2 separate regions of the Sus scrofa genome follow, and region 2 is linked to region 1. The links are chromatin contacts, called in public HiChIP or PLAC-seq maps. All regions are on one chromosome and are shown on one strand. Each heading gives the region's core, a stretch centred on a gene start, on an enhancer-like site or on the middle of the called end of the contact. The rest is flanking DNA. Distances are from core to core; before and after follow the strand shown.

Evidence for each region. HiChIP or PLAC-seq counts read pairs in DNA pulled down with a chosen protein or histone mark.
Region 2: an H3K27ac HiChIP or PLAC-seq map of skeletal muscle shows a contact between it and region 1. The contact joins two enhancer-like sites. A contact is called at or near these places in 4 of 47 Hi-C or Micro-C datasets (embryonic fibroblasts, fetal heart ventricle and skeletal muscle) and 1 of 2 datasets of contacts at active chromatin or transcription factors (skeletal muscle).

What each region holds. Positions count from the first base shown.
Region 1 is chr9:124,403,078-124,409,432 of Sscrofa11.1, reverse strand. It overlaps LAMC1 (laminin subunit gamma 1), which reads right to left. Exons shown (of 29, transcript NM_001271715.1): 29 at 3,466-6,355. The coding sequence ends at 6,224. Among named protein-coding and RNA genes, the nearest start is that of LAMC2, 21 kb to the left of the region's middle. Within about 2 kb of position 3,187, at least 10 of the 83 cell types and tissues checked have an H3K27ac peak or open chromatin away from gene starts, as enhancers often do. A contact at or near this core is called in skeletal muscle, where this site is marked.
Region 2 is chr9:124,523,373-124,529,727 of Sscrofa11.1, reverse strand. It overlaps NMNAT2 (nicotinamide/nicotinic acid mononucleotide adenylyltransferase 2), which reads left to right. Exons shown (of 14, transcript XM_021063806.1): 7 at 452-530; 8 at 4,008-4,134; 9 at 5,688-5,768. Among named protein-coding and RNA genes, the nearest start is that of LAMC2, 99 kb to the right of the region's middle. Within about 2 kb of position 3,372, at least 38 of the 83 cell types and tissues checked have an H3K27ac peak or open chromatin away from gene starts, as enhancers often do. A contact at or near this core is called in skeletal muscle, where this site is marked.

The DNA of each region.
Region 1 (6,355 bases), core at 1,938-4,437:
CGCCTCTGTACCAACCCCAGCGAGACAGCACAGAGGGCAGACTGTCTGAGCCCAGAGGGATCAGCAAGTTGTAACACAAACGTCTCCGACCACGCTAAACGTGTAATCACCCAAATCACAGCTGTTTCTCCTGAGCCTTTATCTTGGACGCTGGCTCAGCAGCCCAGGAACGTGTAATCCATGCTGGGACAGCACATCTTCCCCAGACGTTTCAGCTCCTGGCTGGACTTGTGCTTACTCTGCACAAATCTCAACGTGGAAGCCATGCTCAGGAGGAGCAAAGGTCCATGGAAGAAATGGCTGGATCAATGAGCGGCCAAGAGCAAGGAAAACTCAACCAACAGGGAAGAACCAGGAAAATGCAGCTCACACACATCCTAGAAACCAGGCGCTAACTATTCAGAATGAGATTGCACTATTAATTCTTAACACTGGTTGCCACGGCCTCAAATTTGATGATCGCGTTTAGTTACTGAAATGACAAAGGATCTTGGTATTAGGACAGGCGCCATGGGATGGGCCCCAAAAGCATCAGCCTGAAGCTCAAATAGAATTTTCTGTTACTAGCCATGGTGAAAAAGGATTATGGGAGAATGGAAGGGTGGCCCTCACAGGTCTGACCGGGCACCTTTCACAGAGAAGTACTTACACTAACTTGAACAAACTCATAGGAACGATGCTGTAACAGAGGGTACATTCTGATTTGATCAAAGGCCTGATGCTCAGCTTTTTATAGAAATAAATACAAACTATACTGAACTAATCACAAGCAATACCTCCGTGGGCTATACTATAAGGCTTTCTAAGGTAGGGCGCAAACAACCAATCTGCTGACATTTACTGGGACCATTCCCAGGCGGTTAGAAAAAAGAAAGGGAATTGATGTTACAACTTAGGCCAGAAGCCAGAGATACCTACGGAGGGGGCTGTGGATCAAACTCACAGACATACACAGCATGAGGAATGGGCAGTGTGGGAACTGGGAGTGCAGAGGACCGGGCCTCGCAGATCAGATCACACCAGCTGGTTGCTCACTGCATAGCTGTGTGTGGTCTGTGCTGGGCCATTTAGTGAAAGACAGTGGTTTTGGTTCTTTTCCGGCAAATCCATCCTTAGGTAGGAGTTTTGAGGGAGGAGAGTGTATTTGGAAGGAGAAGGAGAGAGAAATTATTAAATCGACAGGAAGAAAGTAACACGTATACACAAAACGCCCGCTTTGCTCACAGCAGGGAAAAAGCAGCAGGAATGGGAGAAGAGGATAAGATGGGTTGATCTGATTACTGTGGGTGCGGCCAAAAAAAAAAAAAAAAAAAAAAAAGACAACTAAGTGACTCCCCTCTGCCTCCTAGCCCTGAGGATGTGAACGTGAAAACGTGAATAACCAGGAACCTGACCTTGGCAGGGAGGAGGGAGGAGGATGGGGGGAGAGCCAAGGTGGGTGAGACACACCCAAGCACTAAACTTGTGCCCAAGGGTCATGTCAGAGGCCAGTGCCAGGCTGAGGGGTATGAGCACAAGAAGGGACTGGCCAGGGTCAACAGAGGAGGTAACACCTTGACCTCAGGTTTTCCTGTACTGGGGAGGAGAAAGCAAGCACATTCTGAGCAGAGAAGAGTTCAAGTGAAGACATGGAGGCCTTCTAACAACTCTTGAAATGTTGAGGTTTCTCTTATTTGAGCTTTTTTTTGGACTTTGGCTAAACATTTCCCTTAGGCATTTGATTTTTATTGAGAATTCCACTTATCTATGGAGAGCAGGTGTAATCATCCTAGGAGGCTCTGCACAAATAGAAGACATCTGCTTGATGACCCTGAACCAGAGGAGCTTCTGAGAGATACATTGCTTGTAGAAAGTTCTTCTTTTTCACTCCAGCTATCAATGTCCACTTCAATTAAACCTGCTCAGTGTAAACAGGCAAAATTACCTGTCATTCACAGCTGTCTCATTTGTTCCCAGAAGCTACTGGCCTGGAGAGATTTGATCTTTCCTTGGTGCGTCCTTTCTCAGCTTACATGGAAGGTGCCACCCGCTTTCCTACTTCAAGATGCTCCTGGATGCCAGTCCTGTCTTCTCCAGACATTCCATTTTGAGCTTAATGGAAGTGGTGCCGCTGAATTCAGATCTACTGAGAGGGGCTGGAATGCTTACGGAAGGGGTAGACTTTTGGGGATATTTTGAATCAGGTTATGCTAACCCAACTCTGGAGAAACCTCTGACTCTGAAATAACAAAAGGAATAGGGGACAAGGTTTTAAAACCCTACTCAACCCTCTGACACAGTAACTACAGACATGTATTTGCAGCTGAATCACAGCCTCCAAGGGGGTGAGGAACAGGGTGTGTAAGAAAGCTGGTAACTGGTGCCCTCTAAAGCTCTCTCCAAGGAAGTCTACTGAGGAGAGCACAGATTATTCGTGGCAGGTGTCATGGTCATACCTATTTACATGATGGGGAAGGCGGCATGACATCCGCAGGGACTCGGCTACAAACAGAGCCAAGAGTAGAGCAAAGCCTTCCTGCTGGCTCCTAGTTTCTCCAATTTTTTTTTTCCATTTTTTTCTCTTTACAGCCACACCCACAGCAAATGGAAGTTCCCAGGCTAGGGGTCAAATTGGAGCTGCGACCAAGGCCTCTGCTACAGCCACGGCAACACCAGATCCAAGCTGCATCTGCGACCTACTCTGCAGCCTGCGGCACGCTGCATCCTTAACCCACTGAGCGAGGCCAGGGATCAAGCCTGCATCCTTACAGACACCAGTCAGGTTCTTAACCTGCTGAGCCGCAACGGAAACTCCTCCTCCAAACGTCTTCACCCGGCCTAGGTTAGTCAAGTGGGCCAGCCCTCCTGAAGGCCTGCTGGTCCAAGCACGTTACTTTTCTTTTTCCATTACGTCTGAGTGTGTTTTCTCAGTATCCGAAGAACGTACCTGTAGTTTAGCTAAAGACGGGTATTTAAAAGGTGGGAAGACAACTCTTCATACACAGCTGCTAATTTAGGAAGCCCGAGTAATTTGAAAACAGTCCTCAGTAGTCATTAATCAAGTATTGAGACTACACCAGGAGGTCTGGTAAACCCCAGCCCGCAGGCCCGGGCCTGTCTCTGTAAATAGTTGTCCTGGACCACAGCCACGTTCGGCCGTTTACAGATTGTCCTCGGCTGCTTTCCTGCTACAACAGCAGAGCAGGTGTTATAGATGGAATGGTCTGGAAAGCCGGTAACATTTACGATCATGCTCTTATCAGAAAGAGTGTGGTAACCTCTGGACTACATCGAAGTATCCTAATCTGAGAGAGGTTAAAAACATTTTATATGTACATAAATAAATACCTGTCCTCACAGGCACACACACTGGATTGTTCCCAGGAAAATAGATAAGCCAAAGAACACATGCTGAGGCGTTTTCCCTTAGTCATACTGTTTAAAGCATCATAAACGCCCTGTATCACACTCAGGCCACACCAAGTGTAAAGGGTTACAAATATTCAGATTTTATTATAAATAAAATACTGTTTTTTTAACATAAAAAATGCCAAGTGTTGCATTTTATTTACCACCCCGGAGAGCAAGACTGTAGAGATTAAGGCGAACAGCTAAAGTGAAGGCACATGGAAAAGGGCCACAGTTGGAATTCAAAGGCAAAGTTCCAGGGTACAGCTGTCTTTGTCCCCTATGCCACCCAGCATTCTGCAGCAGCCACCTTGTCTGTTTTATTACATAAAGTACAGATAAACTGGGACTATACAGTAATATAATGGCTATATTGCAGGAGTGTAATGAAGGTATCATCTTATAAAGGACTTTTATTTTAAAAATACACTTCTGTTTAAAAATATACCACACAGATGGAAAAGGAGAAAAGAAATGACAACGACGACAACAACAAATCGCCTGAATTTCACCGTGGCTAAGACCGACTGGAGGGAACTTGACCCGCAGGCTAGATGGAAAACGACCTTCGCAGTCTATCTTTGGTCCTTTTCCTGCAACCTTGACCAAGACGTCTGTTAGTACACGGCTGCTGAACCAGAGGAACTGGCTAGGAAACACCGACGGGAACAACGTGGTCAGGAAGAGCCAGGCCCTCTGCAACAGGATGCTTAGGAGGATCCCGACCTCGGTAGTCAACGGTGGGATGCAAGGAGACAGAACGGGGAGAAGCGGCTTCGACACCTCTCCCGCTCCTCCTGTCTGCAGCACCATCTCTGATGCCTGCGCGCTCAGTAATTATGCACCCTCTTGCAAAAATGACCCATCCAGCGCACCCAACTGCCAGAAAGAGCATTTCTAGCTCACTCCTGTTGAGACGCACAGCCATGGCGAAGATGCCCTTTCCTAACTCCATCCCTCCCTGTCAAGCCAGCATCCCTGCTGTGGAGCAGACACGGAGGACATGATGCTACGGTTGAGGACCGTCAGGTCTGCAGGGGAAGAGGGCTCGAGGTACCTCTTTCTCGTGGCTGTGTGTAGAGGAAAGCAGGTGGACGTGAATGTTAAGAGAACGGACATGCTGCAAACACAAGGCGAAGAGCCAAGCAACGGGGAACAAATTCAATCCAAAGACGCGCAGATGGGAGGGAAGGAGGTATGCGACACGCTGTGCCGGTGGAGAGGGGAAATGAAGTGAAGTGAGCAGGCAGTGCCGTTCTAGAAATAGGGCCAAGTATATTTACATAAACTTCTTACTCTATAATCATGATAAACAAACAAAAAAAAAACATTCACACAAAAATATAAATTTGAAATAATTAATAGCACCAGTGTGTCAGATAATAGTTTCTTTCCCCCGCTACGCAAAGTACAAAGTTGCATAGTGTTAAAGGCTATATATGAATCTCAGAGGCGGGTTGGGAGGAGGAAGGGGTTTGTGGCAGGGAATCGTCACGCTGTGATCTCAGAAGAAAACCACAGAGCTGAGGATCAAAAGTTGAGAAGCCCACTAGGAAACGCCACAGAGGGTCTTGGGTCTTCCCTCTGCACATAGAGGGAAGGTTTAGAGTGGGTTTAAATCACAAAGTGCAGGAACTACATGGTGTGGGCAGCTGTGTGAATACTGAGTGCAAGTATTTGCCACCAGGATTTGGCAAACAATGTGCTCTGAGGGGTTCTACAAGGTGGAAACATCAGGAGAACACGAAGGCTAAGGGTCCACTGTTTCATCTCTCTCCCCAGTGGAAGCAAAGCGGGTCCGTGAGATCCTGACCGTGCGAGTTGCATCTAAGTTCTATCCCTTTGCTAGAACAGACCAGGACAAGGGGGCTTGTCTTTTGTTTGTCCAGATCGTAAGGACCAAACGGCCTCTGCCAGATCACAAGACTAGTTCCAAGACATATACTAAAAAGGCTCTAGGAATTAGTTTGATTTTGAAAGAGACCTTTAGTGGTTATCACATATATCCCTACTTCTTCAGTATACATTCCATTTACAGGAACAGAAGTCGTCTATTGGTGAGTGCAAGCTGCCCATCCAGAATGAAATTATCAGCTGCCCAAAAATCTGGAAAAAAAAAAGTTTATCTTCCTAGTCAATTAGTAACATCTGAGAAAATGTTCAGCCTCCTTCCGCAGTCTCGTGTGTTCCTGGAGACTGCTGTAAACCATTGCACCCTCACTCACGGATGGCTCAGTGTCCTATACCCAAAGGGAGCTAAGGCAACCGAGGATGGCTCTCAACATTCTAAACCACCAATACCTTTGGCACAGGATGCGGACTTCCTCTTGCTCAGGAGGAAGAGGGGCGGGAGCTGGAGATGCGATTTCCTTACCTATAGACCGGAAATACTGGCCATCGCAATGCTACTGTCAGTAGCCAAACTTTTCCTTCATAGAGACAAGAGTGCTGAGACTGAGGAGGTTCTGCTGGTATCAGTGAGAACGGGAGGCCACTTGCCCAGCCCTGGCACACAAGGGCTCCCACGTGGTGTTTGAGCCGCCGTACAACACTGCAGGAGGCCACGTCCTGATGCAACTCAGAAGGGAAAGTGTGGGTAAGAGGGAGCGCCGTAAGTGGAAGAGAGACTTTATTAGATAAAACCCTTCGTTCCCGATTCACGCTGTTTAATTTGCTTCTCTTTAAACTTTGTGACTTTTCCTGGTTCAAAAGGACAGTGGTGGAGAGCAGCAGAGAAGTGGGGGTCTGAAAAAACGTAATCTTTGTGTTAAGGCACTTTATGGCCTCACAATGGCTCCCCGGCCGGGGTGCTGCCTTCCAGCCCTAACGGAGGACGCTAGGGCTTCTCTATGGACGGGGTGTTGAAGCAGCCGGAGGGCAAGGTCTTCCTGATGTCTTCCAGGTTGCGGATGTCCTTGAGGATTTCCTCAATGTCTCTGTTATAGTCCATGATGGCAGCCTCCTGCTT
Region 2 (6,355 bases), core at 2,123-4,622, 120 kb before region 1:
TTATCACAATCCCGTAAGATCCAGAGAGTTCCCGTTTTGCAGGTAAGAATCAGAGCAAGATGCTATACTAGTCCCCTTGGATATAAAACACATTGACCCCTTCTCATAACCCCACAAGAGAGCTATTATTCTCAGTTCTGTTCTACAGATGGGAATGTGAGCACCAAAGGTCAGCTAACCTTCCCCAAAAACCCCACAGTTGGGAAGATCAGGTGCTGGGATTAACCCTGGCCGGTCTGGTACCAGCATCTGTTCACGTGACCCTCTGTCATACTCCTCTCATTTTGCAGAGGGGAAACCGAGGGGCAGGAAGGTGATCTGAGCCCATGTTGTATCCGATTCGAGATCTAAGTCCACGGTATGACCAGGTCTGCTAAGCTTGTTGAGTGCTGTGTCCGTAAGGATAGAGTGTGAGAATGGAAACCAAGGGAAACATCTTTCTGATTGTCAGGGTGGACCCGTGGGAGTGCTACCAGGACACCTGGCAGACGACCTGCAGCGTTCTCGAACACCATCGGGACCTCATGAAGGTGAGCTGGGCCCAACAGCCCACAGAAGCCGGGCAGGCCAGGCAAAGGGTGTCTCCTGCTTCTTGGCCATTAGTGGCGGAGGCCAGGCTCTGAGCAGCACCCAGGAGGGCAGTGACTTAGGAACCCAGAGCAGCACCAGAGGCTGCTCCCTGCCTGGATGTGACCTGGGGACAGTTTTCATCTTCTGGCAGTGAGTTTGAGGTGGGCTTAAGATCACAGCTGGAAAACTTTGGAAAGGGAGGAGAGAAGGAGGACCAGACAAAGAAAGTCAGGAGGAGAGGGGGCGCTGGGCAGAGGAACCAGCATCCAGGTCCTCCTGCCGCACATCTTGGGCACCCAGCGGTCCTCTCACTGCAGCTTAGCACGCTGGGACTGGAGTGCTCCTGACCCACGGGCATCGCCGTCATGAGAACATTCCTCCTCACGAGAGCCCGAGGGGAGTTCCCGTCATGGCTCAGTGGTTAACAAATCCGACTTGGAACCATGAGGTTGTGGGTTCAGTCCCTGGCCTCACTCAGTGGGTGAAGGATCCAGCGTTGCCATGAGCTGTGGTGTAGGTCGCAGATGCGGCTCAGATCCGGCGTTGCTGTGGCTGTGGTGTGGGCCGGCAGCTATGTTGATCTTTGTCTGTGGCTGGGGAGGGCTCAGCATCAGGCTCAGCAGAGGTGAGGAGGATGGATTGCTCTGATTCGACCCCTAGCCTGGGAATCTCCATATGCTGCGGGTGTGGCTCTAATAAGACAAAAAAAAAAAAAAAAAAAAAGAGTCTGCGGGCAGATGGTGTTCTCAGCCTCGTTTTATCTGTGGGTAAGAGGAAGCACCGAGAGGTGAATTGGGGTCTCTGAGGACACAGTGACTGCCTAGTCCACACAAGGGGTGCCCGGGCTGGCGGCAGGAGGCAGTGACAGAGGAGCTGGTTGCTGGTAAGCACAGGTTCCACACCAGCCAGCAGCACCGGCCGCATGTGCAGAAAGCAGCCTTCGCAGATCAATACCAACCCATCGACTCCCACCCAGACAGGATGAAAAGCCCGCCCACCGAGACAGGCTGCAGTCCCTCCTCCTCCCTCCGCTGAGCCTGATGCTGAGCCCTCCCCAGCCCCCGGCAGAGATCAAAATGGCATCTTCGGGACACAGGGAGCGCCTCCCTCCCACCTGCGTTTGCCGTCAGAGGGCCTGTCAGAATCTTCTCCTTGGAGGGCTCTCAGCAGCCCCAGAGCCCCCACACTCCACCAGCTGTGCACAGTGCTTTATTTCAACAGTGCTGGATCTTGGGGGCTCCAGGCCACCCAGGAAGTCAAGAGCAAGGGCAGTAGAAAGGACTGGCTGGCTGCGGCTTCACCTGTTAAGTTCCTTCCCCGTGGAATTGAAGAAATCCCATCCCCCTTCTTTCTGCTTTCAGAACCCTTCACACACATCCTGAGTCTGTCCTGGGCCCCCTGGAAAGGACTCTGACATAGAGTGGCGCTGACCTGCTCCTCTGGGCTGGTCTGAACAGCAGCAGTGATCAAAGACCTCTCCTCTTGCTGTATAAGGATGTATCGGTCAGGACAGGCTAAGATAGGCCAACATCCTTCACATCTCAGTGGCTTCACATGAGTGAATTTCTCACACTACATGTCAGCTGGGGACGCGGCTGGGGACCAGCGCTCCTTCTGCTCACCCAGGAGCTGCAGGCTGCACGATGGAAGGGAGGAACCAGGGGCCCCGCAGGCAGGCCTGAGCCCTGGCTATACCAGCCAGGAAGCCTGGCTGCTGTTTCTGCTGTCTAGATGTCTGGGCTTCTCGAACCCTCCCTCTGTTACTCATGCCCAGAGGCAGGAGTCTGGGCCAGTGATGCTTGGCTGGGGCCGCAGCTGTTGCGGTCATGGTCATAGACCCGCAGCTAATGTCAGTCATGATGCACTTTGGAGTGGGAGCTTGGAGCTGCCTGTCTCCCCAGTCCCAGCGTCAGGCCTGTGTTCCTGCGTGGAAAGCAAACCTCTTGGGGGGGGAGGAGAGAGACGCGGGATGGATAGGTGATACAGGCTTTTGAGAACATGGGAGCACGTGGGGGCAGAGTGGAGCAGGTGGCTAGCACTGTTCTCCTCCAGCACCAAACAGGTCCAATGGGACGAATGATGCACACGCTGCAGGAGGAAGAAAGTCCTCAGTTACCACACCAGTTATTTGATGGGCATGTGGCATTTTCTTTCCTGGAGGTGAAATCATAATAAAAAAGGGCAGACTGTCCCCTCCACTCCACTGGCTGCAGCTGGGCGGAGACTCCCACAAAGCCGGCTGAGAAGACCCCCGTGGTCCCCGACCTCAGCTGGCCCCCAGATGTGGCCGGATGCTGTCGTGACCATCTCCTGTCAGGAATACTGCAGCAGTGACAGGTCACCCCACAAGAGGGAATGCCTGCCCTTCCAGGGCTTGGGAGGACTCACACGCTGCTCTGGCTGCGGGATTGCGGGTGGAAGATGTCTTGGAGGGTGACCTCAGCCCTGGGACTTGGGGACCCTCTGGCAGCCAGACTCAGTAATGCGGAAAGGGTGATGGTTGGCTTTCAGGGAAGGGACCTTGAATAAGCAAGGGCTCTGGGAAGCTAAACAGATTGAAAATTCATCCTTTGTTTCTCTCTCCCACCCACTCAGGCAAAGGGGCGGGGGTTGCTTCTGGGTCAGCTGTGAAGAATGCTGCGTTATCAGTTCTGTGTTTTCTGTGGCCCTAGAGAGAAGCAGCGGGCCAGATAACACGGGACAATGGATAATACACATAGAATTTCCGTTTGGCTCTGGAATGTGCATTCACACTGTGAGCAGGCGCAAGAGTGCCCAGAACCCCGCCCCCCCTTCCTGCAGCACAAACACATCCTGCTCTGCCTGGCACCACTCCCGGCCTGGCCCTGCCATTGGCATCTCTGGCCTGGAGAGGTGGCAGGTGGTGATAGCGCCTGGTGTTTGTATGACCTTTCCCAAGCTTGTACAGCCCTTTTGCAGACATGACCTCATTTGAGCCCCATGAAGCAAGGGGGGGTGGAGGGGCAGGTATGCATGATCCGCAGGAGGTCACAACGTGTACAAAGTTCCTGCTACATGCCGGATGCACTAGAGGCACTCGGTGTGTGTTCGCTTGGGTAATCTTGCCGCAACCCAGAAAGGCAGCTCTGTTCCCTCTGTGTGTCAGGTTCCTGAATGGAGATTCAGGGGCAGTTAAGTAGCTATCCAAGGTCACACAGCCAGAGGGGGGCAGAGCTCAAACTCGAACCCAAGTCTGTGCATCAACACATCCCGTGCTTTTTCCCATTGAGCTCTCTTGCCTCCTGCCAGCCTCGTGTGGTCATGGGACAGCTGGGTCTAGAACCCACCCCAGTCCTCTTTCGCAGCTCCAGGACACCTCACGATGGTGGACAAGCAGATGAGCATTTGGCAATAACTGGGAAACGCTTGCGTAAGTCACTTGGCTAATGTCACCGACTCTGCCCTTCTTCCCCTAGCGGGTGACTGGCTGCATCCTCTCCAATGTTAACACACCCTCCATGACACCTGTCATCGGACAGCCCCAGAATGAGACCTCCCAGCCCATTTACCAGAACAGCAATGTGCCCACCAAGCCCACGGCAGGTAAGGAAACGTTGCTATAGAACAGTGGTCCTCAAGCTTCAGAATTGCCTGGATGGCTTGTTCAAATCCAGATCGCTAAATGCCACCCCAGAATTTGATTCAGTGGGGCTAGGAGGAAAAGAATTTGCGCTTTTAAAAAGGTGACGCTGATGCTCTGGTCCAGGGACTGTACTTTGGGAACTCTTAATATAGAGCATCAGAGAGAAAGAGCCGCAGTGAAAGAGACAGGGACAGAGACAGAGAGAGAGACGGGGTGATGGTGCGCATTTTACGTAAATGTGGTTGCCTTAACCGGGGATCGAAGCTGCAAAGGGGGAGTTTTCTCTGCCTTTTCCAAGGGGTTGAGGATCTTGCCCAGGGTCACAGAGCAGGGATGTAGCGGGGCCAGGAGTCAAACCCAGGCACTCTGTAGCCAGAGCCCCACACCTCAGCCATCCCTTTGGTGACAAAGAGCAGCACCGCCCCAACACTTAGCCAACAGCTAGTACTATATGCTTGCACGGTGCTCAGTGCTTTACAGGGGTTTTCATTTAATGCAGTACTTCTGTGATGTAGATACTCTAGTCTTGTTTACAAAGGGAAAACAGCTTCAGAGAAGGTAAGTGATTTGCTTAAGGTCACACAGCTCAGGAGTAGAAGAGCCAGAGTTCATGTTTAGAACTGTCTGATTCCAAGGTCCATGTTCTAGGATTTTCTTCTAGGCCAATTTGCAAGAGACAGATCCTAGTATTACTTTTCAATCCTAGAGACCATGAGCTGTTTTGTGATCAGTCTGTCATAAATAGGGTAATTCATAAGGAAGAGCCAGAATTGCATAGTTTGCATACAGCTCTATGTGGGGCCTGAGAAAAAATTTCTGGATTAGAGCCCAGAGAGATCACTGAAAACCAGATCCCCCTCAGCCAAAGTAGGATGTCTGATTATTCTAAAGACCATCTGCATGGGAAAGAAGGCCTTCGCCCAGCAGAAATTATTCTGAGTTCCTTGCCACAGGCCGAGTCTCCGTGGATTTGGGCATTAGTGTTTCATGTTGGGAGTGGCTGAGAAAAAGCCCACGGTATTTAAAAAAAAAAAAAAAAAAAAAAGTGCAAACAGAGCACATGTCCATTAAATGGAAAATACACTACAGCATATTTACAACTTTTGTTACATAGACCAATCTGCATAACACATATAATAAAAATAGAAGAAAAATACTAAGTGAATGCTTTAGTGGTGATTATCTCTAGCCGTGGAATAATGGGTGCTTTTTATTTTCCTTTATATATATATGTTCCCCTTCCATATTTTCCAATTTTTCAATAGTGTAATAAACACGATTAGAAAATAGATTCCCATCTAGGGCTCAGAATGCTTATGCCTTGGACCGTGGATGCGGAGAGGGAGTTGGGGCTGTCAGGTTTCTGTTCTTTCTCTCTGTCCTCCTCCTGCCTCCCCCGCCCCAACCCCCGCCCCTCCAGAGCAGCTACATTGATTCCAGCGGCCCAAACTCAGGGCTGAGGGGAGTGTGAGTTGTGAGTGGTTCCCCCTCTGTCCCTTGCTCTCTCTCATAGCCAAGATCCTGGGAAAGGTGGGTGAGAGCCTAAGCCGGATCTGCTGTGTCCGCCCGCCGGTGGAGCGCTTCACCTTTGTGGGTAAGGATGCAAGGACTTTCTTGACCAATCCTGCCTCTTTTCTTTCCCTCCTCCCTTCATCCATTCAGCAGATGCTCCCGGCCCCAGCACCTGCTGCTGTGGGATAAGCATCTATAGAGCCATGGTTGAGAGGAAACAGAGGATGTTCAGGACCTCGGGGCCAAGCCGTTAGGGGAGCCCAGAGGCACAGTCATCCTGGCCCCGGGGCACCTGGAGACTTCCTGTACTCCTCTCCTCTCCTGGGCTATGCTGGTCCTCCCCTCTATAGAGTGTGTCCACAGAGGTCTCAGGGGCCCAGCATCCCCCACCCCGGGCCCTCCCAGCTCTGGCAGGGTCAGTACTCCTGCTGAGAGGCTAAGAACCCACAAGCCCTTTCCTTTGCTGCACCCTGAGGACCCAACATGGATGAGAGCATCTGAGAACATCTGTCTCTGGAGCTCTTTCCCATACAAACCCCAAATCCCACCCAGCAGAAGAGCTGAAAGCCCAACCCTCATTCATTTGACTCTTGGGGGGTGTCTTCTGCCTTTCCTGAGATTTCCAGCTTCCAACCTTGAAAAGGAACTAAGAGGGATGTTGAGGAGACA